2 separate regions of the Mus musculus genome follow, and region 1 is linked to region 2. The links are chromatin contacts, called in public Hi-C maps. All regions are on one chromosome and are shown on one strand. Each heading gives the region's core, a stretch centred on a gene start, on an enhancer-like site or on the middle of the called end of the contact. The rest is flanking DNA. Distances are from core to core; before and after follow the strand shown.

The links. Hi-C and Micro-C count contacts between places; a contact is called where the count stands out from the background.
Region 1: a Hi-C map of cortical neurons shows a contact between it and region 2, with 2.1 times the contacts expected there. The contact joins two enhancer-like sites. A contact is called at or near these places in 6 of 484 Hi-C or Micro-C datasets (the HL-1 cell line, Th2 cells, cerebral cortex and 3 more), 2 of 115 datasets of contacts at active chromatin or transcription factors (bone marrow-derived macrophages and embryonic midbrain) and 1 of 9 other capture datasets (embryonic stem cells).

The regions. Positions count from the first base shown.
Region 1 is chr4:32,534,452-32,541,473 of GRCm38.p6, reverse strand. All of the region lies in intron 2 of Bach2 (BTB and CNC homology, basic leucine zipper transcription factor 2), which reads right to left. Among named protein-coding and RNA genes, the nearest start is that of Bach2os, 34 kb to the left of the region's middle. Within about 2 kb of position 4,108, at least 67 of the 459 cell types and tissues checked have an H3K27ac peak or open chromatin away from gene starts, as enhancers often do. A contact at or near this core is called in Th2 cells and cortical neurons, where this site is marked.
Region 2 is chr4:32,460,343-32,467,920 of GRCm38.p6, reverse strand. All of the region lies in intron 1 of Bach2 (BTB and CNC homology, basic leucine zipper transcription factor 2), which reads right to left. Among named protein-coding and RNA genes, the nearest start is that of Bach2, 47 kb to the right of the region's middle. Within about 2 kb of position 4,665, at least 13 of the 459 cell types and tissues checked have an H3K27ac peak or open chromatin away from gene starts, as enhancers often do. A contact at or near this core is called in Th2 cells and cortical neurons, where this site is marked.

The DNA.
Region 1 (7,022 bases), core at 2,859-5,358, 74 kb before region 2:
GTAGAGCTTTGCTGGGTTGGAGAAGTTCTGGTGACACAACAGCCACATGTTTGGGTCAGAACACAGGTCAGGGCTGCCACCCAGCCTCCTCACTCCCTTTCTGCCTAGCCGCTCTATGCTTTGTGTGTGAGAACGGATGGAGTGGCAGTTCTGGGATGCCAGGACCATAAGCTTGCAAATACTAATAGCAGGGACTGGGGCAAGTCTTTACTGGGAAGTGTAGTGACTCCAGGACTTCAGGTGGCTGGAGCATGAAGACAAGGCCCTGTTTTTGCCAACTGTGTCATTCTGGTAGCAGCAGAGCTGAGGCACGAGAGGCAGCTATTTCCAACAATGACTGTGGTTGGTCATATCCAGTTTCTGTGGGGCTGAAACATGCTCTTCACAGTATCTTCAGAGATGCTGAGAAGGGGAAATGACCACAGGTGCACCCAGAATGTACCTGGGAGGTTGCTCTGGGGCCATCTATTTTGGACATACTGGGAATTATTATGCAAGAGCTCTTTACTCATAACTCCCAACTGGGAAAATACCTTAAAAAAAAACAACTTTAAATAAGGATATCCAAATATCCTGAAAATGAACTTTTTTTTTTTTTTTTTGAAATGCCAAACCTCAAGAACACCAGGTGGTCTCATTTTGGGTGATTCAAACCATTTCTGAACATGTTGTTAAAGATGCAGGTTGAGGTTCCCACCGTACTCAGGAGTGTTCCAGTATTTTGATGGAACTGTAGTTACTGAAGGAGAAAATCGGACCACAGTGAAAACCACGCTGGCCAGGATGCACTCTTCTGTAGTAAGCATCTGGTTTCTGGATGGCAGGAACCACAGAACTCACTCAACACATTTTAAAAGCAGCCACCTTTCAGTGTGGCACAGCTCTGAAAACCTCAGCTAAGCTAGAAAGTGTCCGGACAGTATTATTATTTTATTCTGTAATCAGTATGGAAGACCAGGGCTTAACAATTTCTAGGTTGCATCACCATTGTAGGGAAAATGTAAGCCAAATCAGAAGTCACGGCCAGGTCCTTGCCCATGTATGCTCCTTCCTGCTAATGCCTTATCTGTCTCCTCTCTCCCCATACTTCCATGATCTCTCTGGAGTGTCAGGGGAAGGTTGGAGAATCTCTGAGTGAACGTTCCTGACACAGTCTGTTTGAGAAGGGACTCTCTTCTTTCTGCCTTCCTTGTATGACTTCCAAAATTCCCTCAATCTCATCATTTTGGTACTTCTAGTTGTCTTCTCTAATCATGCTCAGCCTTGCTTTTGACTTCTAGCATTTACTGACGCTGTACTAAGTACTTAGGTGCACTTGGACCTGACCTCTCCAACAGCCCTACGACAATGGTACCTATGGAAACTGTGGAGGACAGAGTGGGGTGTCCATTGGCAGAGAATGAAGGAGCCAGGAGAAATCTCTATAAAGGAGGTGCCAATTCAATTGGTGCCTTCCTTTTTTGACCTGGGCAACAGACACTACTAGCAGACCACCATGTAAGAGCTGTTTTCCAGTGTTCTTTCATATCATGTGAATATTCCACAATCTCTCTCTAGATAATGAGTTCTTCAACTTAAAGTTTTGATGTGCCTCCTGCATGGACTATACTAGAAGTTTACTAAACATATGCACGGTGAAGACGATTCTGTAAATTTCAGAGGACGATAACATCAGCAAAAGGTCACATTTTCCTATCAAATCAAATACTACTCTACTGGACTGAAACCACTAGATCATAAAGAAATGCTCACTTTGTATTTTTTCTGCATGAATTCTGAATAAATTAGGTAACTTTTATAAATAAGATGTTACTAATTAACCAGCACAAAATATTACTTGAACATTCATTATTCTGGGTCATAACGTAAACTTGAAAGCAAAAAAAAAAAATTCTATCGTGGAGGAACTTAGACTGTGCAAACGGCACATGAAACAGGTGTCTCAATGTTCGCCCACACCATTGTTAAAGTTCCTGGGACAATAGATGAGAGGAAGAGCGTGAGTGTGTTCTCTAACATATTAAGCTGAAACAGAAGCAGGCTGCGTAATGAGAGGGCACAGAACTAACACAAATCAGTCACCGCTCTGCGCACACAGGGACCCTGACCTCAGTAAAGACACAAGAACAACCTCGTGGCTTTCTAGGAAAAGACCTTCCATAAACACCCGGAATGAGTGTCTTCCTTCTGTCTCGAAAGAGGCAACAGAACACAAAGGGCTTGGCACCTTGGGAAAGCCAGGCACTGCGCACGACACCACAGAGCAGAGCAGATGGGTGCTGAGATAGGACACACTCTGCCAGAGCTGCAGCTCAGAGGGCAGCAGCCTGCGAGCTCGTGGGAAAGTGAAGGCGCGGAGAGTGAACTCTGTAAACTGAACTGTCCTGTTCTCAGTCTGCTAAGTTGGAAAACTTTAGATTTGGTCAAGCCATCCTAGGTCAGCATGAGAAAGGAAAGGAAAGTAGGAAAGACGGTATGGTTAGCAGGCAAGATATTTTGGAAAGCAACACACGGTGAACTGGCAGGATTATGAAGCGCCTAAGAAGAAGCCATGTGATCAATAAAAAAGGGAGCAGGGTCAGCCTTCGGAAGACCAGTGATGTCCTGGCTCTCCTCATGAAGAGTGCGGGCTATAATGCTGTCCCTCCATCACCAGGGAAAGCCCTGTGTCCTGTCTCAGGCCCGTGTGCCTGAAAGGATGCACAACGTGGCCAGGCTCTGAAGAGCATTCACATTCCATCTTTGGGTGGGAAAGGTGCATAGTCCTGCTCCTCACCATGACATAGGCCAGCTGTTACAGGACTTTGTCTGGTGCATGTTAGGAGTAGACTATCAGAGGGGTTATTACTGCACTAGACTGGATAATGAGTAACCAGCATACATGGTTCTCTATGTCCTCAGGGAGACATTGTAAAAAGGGTAGTTATCTAGTGCTTTTTTGGGCAATGCCTCCCCCCCCCCCTTTTTTTTTTTCTGGGAAGCATTTCATCCCTTAGAAAGGATGCCAGGCTCATGTCTTCCCAGTGCCAGCACCGCCCCTCCTCACTCAGTCAGGCTGCACTGCAAATATGAAGAAAAGACTTTGTTGCTGGTTTCCCGTGGATCTTCTAATAAACCGTGCTGAGCTGGCTGGTGGCTTTGTTCAGCTGCTCAGACCCCCACCACCCAGTCGGTGCCAATTCTAAGAGCGTGCTCTTCTTGCTAAAGGCAGGCCAGGCCAGGAGAGGGAGCAAGAGAACACAAGATATTCCTATATCTGGGTCACAAGGAAAAGTCAGAGGGTGAGGTTGGAGAGGCAAACTGCCTCAAACAAACATGTAAAATTCAAACTGTGCTTTCCTGGGGGTGGGGAAGGGACTCTGAGCCTGTTGTTTGTCCATCACCTAGAGGATATTTTTTCTTAGCTGGTTACTGGAGGCTGGTTTTTAATGGTGACTGGATTGTACTGGAAGAGGATTTTATGAGTTGCCAACTTGACCAACAAGTAACCCCTTAAGACAGACAGACACTCTGTAGTTCTCCTGGCTCATTGTCACCACAAGGTACAGTGATTCTGGAGCGAAAGTGCCAAAGGAAGATATGTATGGATTAGGTTCATAGGCTGAGGTGTCACTCACCCAGGAAAGGCTATGTGTCCCCTACAGGGACAATGTGGGTGACAAATAACTTTACAAAGTAGAGTACAAATCACTTCCTTTAACAAATTCATTCCAGCCATCTTCTGTGGTTCCATTGTAGGGGTGGGGTGGGGCGGGGCAGTGTGTGTGTGTGTGTGTGTGTGTGTGTGTGTGTGTGTAGGGGCCGGGAGAGAGGGAGATATGCGCACATGTGCGTGCGCGCGCACACACACACACACACACACACACACACACACACACACACACCAAAAAAATGAAGAAAGAGTACCTCGCTAGTGAGGATCTGGACTAACGAGACAGGACAAGTCAGCAGATCTTACAAGCTAATAACAGGTAGGATGTAGTAAGAATAGAAAGCTGCTGGTGGAAGGGTATCTAACCCCGAGGGAGTGGTTCATAGGCTGCTGGAGCTGGCAGAAAGCAATGTGCAATGGCACAGGAGAGACTAGGGCACAGGGCTTGTGGGGCAGGACTCCGGCAGCAGGGGAGGAGGAACTATGACGCTGGAGAGGAGGGAGCAGACCCAAGACTGGAAAGGCCATTCTCAACCACAAAAGAGGTTGGCAGGCCATGGGGAGGCACTGCAGTGTGCCATGCAGGCGAGCATTAGGGAGATCACACTGACTGCATTTGGGGACCAGCCTAGGCAGGGACAAACCAGTTACGGAAGTCCAGGAGAGCTCCCACTGTGGTTGGAACACAGGCAGCACTGGAAGAACACAGGGAGGCCAGGAGGAGGAAGAGTTGGCAGTCGTAAGAACAACCTACCAGCCAGTTCAAGACCTTGGATGGCTAACGCAACTCCCCACTGCTCCTAGTTAACCAGAGTCACAACCTGGACACAGCACTTACGGAAATGAGTTCCAGCTGGAAACCATGTGGGCTATTTTTACCATGTAGTGGCTACAACAGGAAATATACAGAGATTCTCAAACAGCCAAGGCAGGCAGGTGATGGAAGACAGGGTGCAGTCCTGTAGCCTACAGATTTCTTGAAGGACCAGCCGTTAAGGTCAGTCACTCATTCTGTGCTCCAGGGACTGTCGGACACAGGAGCCGCACAAACAAATGAAGCAAAAGCTCCCATGGAACTCGAGGATCCCCCTCTTCCCTCTCTCAAAACTCCTGAGACAGGGTCTTACTGTTTAGCTCCGCTGCTGTGGGATGCTGGGTAAACCAGGCTGACCTCAGACTCAGGGAGACCCACTTGCTTCTGCCGCCCAGGTGATAAGATTAAAGCCATGTGTCATGAACCCGTTCTTAAACGAAAACATTATACAGATGAGCAGAATTTAGGCGAACTAGCACAGTGAGATGATATGTTGAAGGCAGCCATCGCCAGGGTTGAGAAGAAGGCAGGGGAGAGGCAGCTCTCCTGGGGCAGTCTGTGCCCCGGAAGCGTTTTCCACCAGCCGCTGTGTAGAATTTGACCTCCACACTGGGCTTTCTGTCTCATGCCTCCCTCTCCAAGGGAGGTGTACTGAATCCAGTAGGTCAGCCAGGGTGGTCTCCCATCTCAGGATGCTCTTGTCATAGCAGACCCCTAGCCATGTAGGGTGCCACCTGCATTGGCTTTAGGGACCAAGGACACAGGCAGCTCTGGGGTGTGTGTGGCCCTGCATAACACAATGATTACTGTCACATTCCTGAGGTGTCAGGTGTCTTTTGGGGGACCCTGACAGAAGTAGGTTTGTCTAAGTTTAGTTACCCAAAAAAGCAAGGTCTCCAGTAAGTGACCTGAATTGAAGAGAGGCATTTGTGGGTGAAATGAAAGAAACGTGGAGATGATTTATTCCAATTTCAGGTGTTTTCTCTTACCATTGTAAACTGCTCTTCAACTTCTTTTATTTTTTTTCTCACATCATTCCTTATATAAAACTACATTCCTAGTTTAGGTTCACGATGCCTTCTGTGTGGTTCCTGGGGACCATGAGCTACAGGGGATGCCGTTCCCCAAGGGTGTACAGCGGCCAGGCAGGAGACCCTGGACTTCATCTCCCCAGCTGTTAAAGCACAGACGATCTTATTTGCTTATTGAGTGTTAACTGTTTCCATCTCTGATGTGAGGATTCAGAACCTGGGCCATGGAGCCGGGCTGTCTGAGATGCTATCCCATGTCCTCGGTTGAGAAGCTGACATTGTAGCAATTTAATGAAACTTTTCCGCCTCAGTTTTCTTATTTGGCATGTGGCAATTTAGTATCACAATCCTATAGAGTCCATGTGCTAAATGTGTATAGGAGAACCCAATGCACCATAAAGTAACTGTTCAATAAAGGCTGCCGCCACCACCAGCACCAGCACCAGCACCAGCACCAGCACCACCCCCACCACTACCTCTTCCTCTACATTAGACACACTGGACATACGGAAGACAAAACAACAATAGCCTTTTTCCTTAGTGTTTGGTCACATGTCTTTAAGACTAAGAATCTATGGTTCTCAGTACATTACAGGAGGAAAACACCCAGGCGTCCTTAGTTCCCATGCACCATGCTGTACTCTTGAGTAACATCTTTCCTTGAAGCCAACTGAATGGTGCTGAGGCAAGGTTGTTATGACTATTATATTATCACATGCTGGCCTTGCTAATAAAGCTTACCTAAGCATAGGTGACTCTTTTTTTTTTTTTAAGTGGGTCATGGTGTGACCAAAACTTGAGGTATATAGGTACCACTGTTTACAAAAGTACTTCAGGAACGTTTAGGGACTGGAGAGACGGCTCAACAGTTAAGAGGGTATGGATTCTACATAGGATCTGAGTTTAGTTCCCAGCACCCATATCAGGTAGCTTTCAATTGCTTGTAATTCCAGCAGCAGGGCATACATATTTCTCTTCTGGCCACACACACACACACACACACACACACACACACACACAGATGAATGCATAGGAACACACATATATGAATGCACACAACTAAAATAAATCTTAAAAATGAATGCTTAGTTGCATCCCAACTGATGCAAATGTTATCACTTCAGGAGGCTTAAAATAATTTTCAATAATTTTCAGGCATACGCATTAATGTTATGGTGCCCAGGTTACTTTTAAATTCCAAGATTCAAGTGATCTTCCTGCCTCTGTCTCCCAAGTAGCTAGGACTTTGGGGACATGTTACTGTGCCAGCCCGTGATAGCTGGCAAGCCTTGTGAGGTTCAATAAGTCTGTCTTGAGAGCTGCCCTTCAGAAAGTAGATGTCCTCCACCCGCAATCTGAAGTGTGGAAGTGGAGTGGATGTATGTTTTACCGAGAGAGTTAGTCATAAAAACCAGAGTGTAGTCGCAGCGGTAGCAAGCCAGGATGAGCTGACAGTGATTTCTGACCAGACTCAATCCTGGCTCCTGGTACCACGGAAAAGAACCCTGTTGGTCTGCGCCTTCGT
Region 2 (7,578 bases), core at 3,416-5,915:
ATTGTAACATCCTTTACTCCTGAAATAAAATCCATCTGCCCATGACACTGTTCTTATAACTCTGGTACAAGCTTGAAGTTCCATTGGTGATTTTAAGTCTTCCATGTGAACGCATGGCCCACAGCTGGTGCTGTGTTTTGGGAGGTTGCTGGGTTTGCATGTGAACTCGCGGTGCCTCATTGAAGGCTTTGTTTTGGAGGCTGTGCAGCATTTGGGAGGGACTGTGAACTAGCTGGTAGACACGAGATGCTTAGGGTCAGCTTCGAAGGTTCTAACCTTCTAACACTCTGGTTTCTCATCTTCCAGATGTGGATAAGCTGTGCTTCAACTCCTGCTACAGACAGAAGCGTGCGTGTCCCACACTGGCAGTGGCAACTTCCCATCCTCCAAGGCTCCCACTGTGACGGACCAGTGTCCTCAGAAGCCACAAGCTGACACAACTCTTATTCCTGTAAGCTGCCTCTATGAGGCTTTTTGTCTCGGAGGTGAGAAAAAGAACAAACCATGTTTTCCCACAGTGGTCAATCTTATAGACTTTCTCTTTAAACTTCAGAGGGCTGAATTACATATTCTCATAAAAGAATGTATTTCATTATGTTTTAAAATTTTATTTATAGAAATCTGAGTGAAATGGACTTCATGATTCCTTTTAAGCAACCACATTATATATCAAAATGCACTTCCCTGATTTTTATTGATCAAGTAAGCTAAACTTTTCTGCTTATTTTGATTTTTTTTTTTAAAAACCACATGCTCTTTGCATTTATAATATTAGTTGTATCTCTGTCACTGTGAAGAAAATACTTAAGATAAAACAACCCAAAGGAGGGAAGATATATTTTGGCTGACATTTTCAAGAGATTCAGTCTACAATCACTTAGCTCCATTGTCTCTGTGTGAGGTGTGACATCACGGCCAGTGGACACGTGTTGGAAGTGAAACAAGGATTCCTATCTGATGGTGGCCAGTGGGGAGAGTAAGGGAAAGTGGGAGGAGGGGAAGGAAGGAAAGGGGATGGGGAAGGGGGATGAGACAGGAGGAGGAGGAGGGTGAGGAGGAGGGTGAGGGGAGGGGAGGGGGAAGGAGTGTGAAGAGGAGGACGGTGAGGAGGAGTAGGAGAGCCAGGAGGAGGAGGGTGAGAGGGAGGATGGTAAGGAGGAAAGGGGGGAGAAGAAGGGGAAGGGGGAGGGGGAGGAAGAGGTGGAGGGGGAGGAGGAAGATGAGAAGTATGGTAAGGGTGAGAAGGTGAAGAGGAGGAAGGTGAGGAGGAGAATGGTGGTGTGGGAGAGGGTTGAAGAGGAGGGGGAGGAGAAGGAGAAGAAATGGAAGGAGGGGAGGGGAAGGAAGAAGACATATAGATATACAAGACACAGACTTTGATATGCAGAGTCTCTCTTTTTGTCTCTCTCTCAAGTGCACCCCCAACACACACACAGACTCTTTTCTAGGCACCCACGTAGTTGATCCATGCCCGTTGCTCCTCCAGTTTTAAGTTAAGAGCAGTTGACAATGACAGTGCTGGCTTTTGACTGGAATGGGGCCATGAAGGTCATAAGAGAAGCAGGGAGGCTTGCCTGGAAGTGTTAGCTACGGTGCAGCTTGGGGTCAGACATTCATATAAGCTTGGCGAGCAGAGGCTGGGCGTGGCACCTATTTGGAAGGCAGGGCTGATGGTGTGTAGCTGGCAGACTAGACGTGGAGTGTAAGAGAATGAAAATACAAGGATGACTCTGAGAACTGCGGCATGAGTAATCATCTGAACGGGCACTGCTTACTAAAAGGGAAAATTCCAAGGAGCACGTTCAGCGCCAAGAATAAACTAAGTTGTTGCTTTCTGGTAGCTGACTCAAGCACTCACATCTTTGAGCTCTCTCATAAGCTGGTCACATTCGCGGTCCATTGAATGTTATCTATCCCAGTGCCACGCTGCTGCACCTGCCACTTCCACACCTGAAGTGTCCTTCCCACTCTCCTCTACCTTGAAAACACTTGCTCATCTGTCAGGAATAATCTCAAATGTCAGCTCTTTCTGGCTACCTTTCCGATTCCTGCGGGCACAGTTGGGGGTTTCAAGCTGGAGCTACACTACCCAGCCACAGAACCACAGAGATGCGTACTTGTCTGTCTCTGCCACCCAAGGGGTGAGTTCCCTAGGGCAGAATCCCATTTTCCTTCTGGTTTCTTTTACTGTATCAGAACACCTACAACAAAGATGGGCATTCAGTGAATACTGGCTGTCTCCAACATTCCATGTCTTATGTCATACTTTCCTCTAGGTACCTGGGCATGCAGCAGGAACAAAGCGAGGGAACATGTCTCAGGGAGCACTTACCCTCAGGAGAAACATCAATATACAGACAGTTTCCCAGCAGAATGTGATAGAGAGAAAAGTGTAGGCATGACAAGAGAGTGGATGAACTCGGGATGGGGTCTTGCATTTGGCATCTTGGTCACAGTAAGTCCCTTGAGCAGATTCTGTGTGACTCGAGTGAGCAGACCATGTAGATTTCAGAGAGCAAAATAAGTGGCTTGTTCAACAACTTTATAGAATGAGCAGGCTTGACACTATGCTAACCTTCCAGAGTGGCTGGAGGTCATGGACAGAGAGGGTTACAAAGGTGAAGCGCTGGCAGGGTACGTGGAGGTTTGCGAGTAGTCTGAAGTCTATGTATAACAATAGTGGGTGAGTTGTATAGGATTTCATTTATGCTTCAAAATGATCACTTTGATGTTTAAGTGGAATGGGCTGGCAGGGAGGCATGGTGGAAGCTCCTGGGTAGTATTAGCAAACGGTCTAGCTGATGGATCAGAAGAGGGAGGAAACAGCAAAAAAGATGGCAAAGTGGCCGGGTTCCACAAGTGCTTAGAAAGTGCGACTGGTAAGATGTGCTAATGAGTAGGTGGAGGAAGTAAAGGAATAGAGTTAATGATGGCTCTGAGAAGTTCCAAGTAAGTGACCAGATGGCCCGGGGTGGCTTTGGTGAACGGGAAACCCCAGGGAGAGGCTCGGGTTTGGGAGTGAGAGGAGGTGTGCTCAGACTCAACATCCCATGGATGGCCCTAGGAAGGGATCAAAAGGACCAGGGGACAGGGTTAATTCTAGAGAGGTAAAGTGGGAGCCTTGAGTCTAGAGATGATTTAAAACCCACACAACTGGATGAGATCATCCTGGGAGCGAGCTCACGTGGCCTGGGTGAATGAATAAGCAAGTATGTAGGCAGGAAGGAGGAGGTCGACAAGTTGATATAATTGGAGTCTATCAGAAATTGGACATAAGAGAAACACGTTCAGGAAGGAGAATACAAAGAATTTTATTTTCTTCCTGCAGAGATGGTCCATTTAGATTTTTTTCCCCTTTGGCCTCAGAACTGCCCACAGGAGGTGTCTGGAGCAGCTGCCCTGTACCTGTGGGGTACCCCAGCTTACTTTAGGCAGCTTTGTAGCTAAGCACTTCTCCCAGTGAACATCTTGTAAGTGTGTAGGGGGAGGCAGAGATCACCAGAGTGAGTCTCGGGAAGAAATGAGATGAACCATGTGCACAACGTGTTTGAAATCAAGAAGGGGGTAGAGTACAATTTCAACATCTTGGGCATTTTATCTGTAGTGTGTCATCCTTTCTCCTGAGGAAACAGGCACACATCCTTCCACCAAAATAGTAGGACTTGCTATACACTCCTGTTTTGTGGAAGCCGAGACGTCCAAGCTGGATTTCTTAGAAATCAAAAGCAGGGTTTTGCCATGTTTTCTTAAATCATTTCAAATACTGTATCACCCAAACACTAGCTTCTCAGGCCCATAGGCCCATATAACCGCATTAAAGGCACAATGAGAAGATGACATTGACAGAACCGCCTCTGTGAAGTTTTCTTCCCCACACATTTTGCAATTAGTATTTCTCTCAAAAACATATAGTTTCGCACACCACTATTTTTTGTTCTAATCACAGGCGTTAGAATTGCCTTATGTTTAATGGCTCGAGCCGCTTTTGATTTCTCCGATCTCCATTTCTGTAGTCTTCTAGGCCTCTTTTCTCTAAAGGCATGGTGACTTGGCTCATTTCTGCTCCCCACCATCACAGAAACCCTACTGCATCCCTGTGTAGTTCTCAAAATGACCACCGACGACCCGATGATGAAGTTTGATTATCTGGAGCCTTCCAAAGTGTTCTATCCATACCTCAAGGAGGTAAAATGTTGACTTAGAATGAGCATTAGCTGCCAGTAAGAGCCTGAGGGGCTACAGAGATGACTCTCCATGGTGAGTGTTCTCTAGGGTTGGGGGAGGAATGGGAGACAGTGAGCCTCAGGACATTCCCACATGTCTATTACATGCATATCACCAGCTATGGGCCTTGTCTTACTGATGGGGGATGTCCACAGTGCAAAGATGCCCTCTAGGGAACAGGGACCACAAAGGGTTGTAAAGACCAGCACATTAGATGGTTCCTTTACATACCTCAAATACCTCACTTCCCATGTGGAAGGGGAGACTGTGATGTTTTCACACTATAACAACAATGAAATGGAAGCCTGAGCAGGTATTGGCAGAGGCCTAGCTTGGACCTTAACCAATGAGCGCTTCATTTCCACAGACTTAGGTTGTGTCGAGAAAGTTAATCAGAGAGAGCTGCTTGTGTGTGGGTGTCCTGTGTGTGAGTCTCCTCTGTGCAGCATAGGCACTTCCTTTCTCCAAGCTGTTAAGAGTCTAACCCGAGCTTCAACTACTCTGGCCCGTGTACAGCTCATTCTTGGGAAGCCGAGGCTGTAAACACCAGTCCAAAGGCATTGCTCCCTCCCCACCCAGGACTCAGCGCCAGTGCTATTCTGCAGCTGGAACCCCATCCTTTGAACTTTAGTTTTCAATATCACTTCTTCCCCCTGCTCCCACTTGTATGGCTTCCTTGATAGAGTGGAGAACCTTAGAGTGCTCCATTCATTTTTTTAAAACTTGGGTCTGGCTCCAACACTCACCACTTTTGACATTCCCAGGCAAGTTTACAGTGTAACTAAAGCCAAGTTAAGCTAAATGATACGTGTGGAAATAGACAGCAGTGTAACTTTCAGAAATCACACCGTTATCTCTTGTAGGTAAGCTAGCTCTGAGTTTCCCTAGAAATGCCCTCAGAAGTCAAACTTGGCTGGGCACTGACCTTCAGTTTGAGTTAGAGAACTCAGGGTGAACACAGAATCCTAGAGTGGCTGTCTACATCTATTCTTGCTGTTAAAGATTTCAAATACTGAACACCAGAAACAAACACAGCTTCCCCTAGGCAGTGAGTGGTTGGATGCACATCCCACATTCTACTGTTGGCTTCCACCTGACTCCCAGGCATCCCACTACAGATTTTCTATGCTATAAAGTTAAGGGGAGAAAAGCTGAGACGAGGGTTTGGTCCACTGTCTTTAAACCGACACGATAATCAGTCACAAGTTCTCAAGCATAAACATACATTTTTTGGGGCGAATGAACTATGAATCTCATTGCCAGTTCTTAGGAAAGATCCTGAGAACTTCTGTGCGAAAGACTGAATAGATACAATGGTTTCTCGGGAATTGAAGACTGAAGCAAACGTTTCTAAAATGTACAAAAAATTAATTCTGAAAAATCTGCTGCTCATTTGTTGCAACTTCAGTTTCAATTTTAATTCTGAAAAAAAAATCCCTCTAACAAACACTTTCTGAATGACTACTGCCTGATCATTTGGCAGGCAGCTCCTGCAACTTTGGCACCGAGAGCTGTCATTGGTAGTGGCTCGGTATGCATCCATCTCTTCCCTATTTCGCCTGGGAGGAAGCTGAAGGGTGTGAATTCAGTTCTAGAACAGAACACTCACTAGCTCTTCATACTGGAAACAGAGCTTGTCCCTCAGGTGCTTTTTCTGTAACCCCCGTTAAATAATATCCAACTCGAGGATCCTGGTGGGACAGAGTCAATGCTGGAAGGCACTGAGATCAAAGGTTCCCTCTGTTGTTATCTAGAGAAGCCAGAATGAGTAAAACTAGCTATTTCTAGCCATGAACCTCTCCGAAAGTGAAATGCTGAAGAGCTGATCCTTATGTGTCACTTCAACCTGACTTAACTAACCCATGGACACTTACCGAGTGCTTTAGGTTTCAGAAACAGTTACTGTGCTGACTAGGACAGACTCATATGTCAGGTCTTGAGACAGACAATAAACACCCAAGCAAATGAACAGTAAACTACTCAATAGTCCCAAGTTCTACCATAAAGACAGAATAGGGTGACACAAAAGAAAGTCAGCGGAGGACTACAGATGACGCCTGTCTAAACATTCGTGTAGAACCAAGTGACACATAGGAAGAAACACAGGACTCTCTGACAAAGGATCTATGTGTATCTCTAGGATTGTTTGCTTGTTCAGAATGCCAGTTAAACCAATACTATTTTCATACTACATGTCAAGTATCACTTATGCAAAATCCTAGGGACCAAGAGAATTTGAGATTTTAGACTGCTTCAGAGTTTGGAATACTTGCAAGTACATAATGAGCTGTCTTGGGACAGGACCTAAGTCTGAAGAAAGATAATTTATGTCTCATATATACCTCATGCATATATAACCTGAAGGTAAATTATTTTTACATGTATGAGTATTTGGACTGTATGCATGTATGTATGTGCACCATGTGTGTTTCAGGTGCTCGAGGAGGTGAGACATGGGCATCATATCCCCTGGAACTAGAGTTATGGGCAGTTGTGATCAACATTTGGGTGCTGGGAATTAAACCAGGAACCTCTGGAAGAGCAGCTAGTGCTCATAACCGCCCAGCCATGGCTCCTGACACCTGGCTTCATTCCGTACAATATCCCCTGTGCTTCTACACTGTGACTGGGACTTTGCACTTGGTATGGACTTTTGTTCTTGTGTTATCATGTCAGTGTCTCAAAGGGTTTGAATTTTGTAGTTTATTTTTCACAGTACTGATGCTCACCTTGCAATACAAAGAAGCTTAATGACTATTCCACAGCATTGGCATTTCCACCAAGGCTGCAAACACAATGGTTGGTAAAACTCTGGTGCCTCAGCAGGAAGCTGGTATGGCACCAAACTGTGTGAGTTCTTTACCACCACACACTCATCAGCAAAACATAAAGACATGAGTTTTACTTTAAAATGTACTTGTTCAGACATTGGTCGCAAACTCCATAGCCACTCCTACAACACCCAGAGGAAGCTCCACTCTCAGGGCCTCTAACATGACCAAGATCGCAGGATCACATGATCCCAGGAGCTTGGCCACACCAGGATATCAGGGTCCCAGAGGTAGTTTGACTAATGGGAGCTCTGACATACCCAGGATCTCAGGATCCCAGGATCCCAGGATCCCAGGATCCCAGAATCACAGGATGCCAGAGAAAGCTGGACTCTGAGGAGTTCTGACACAACCAGGATCACAGGAAGGACAGGCTCCAGTCAGATATAATGAGGGAAGGTAGCACTAGCAACAAGCAGATGGCAGGAGGTAAGCATGAGGACACAATCAACAGAAACCAAGGTTACCTGGCATTATCAGAATCCAATTCTTCCACCATAGGAAGTCCTGGAACAACATCACA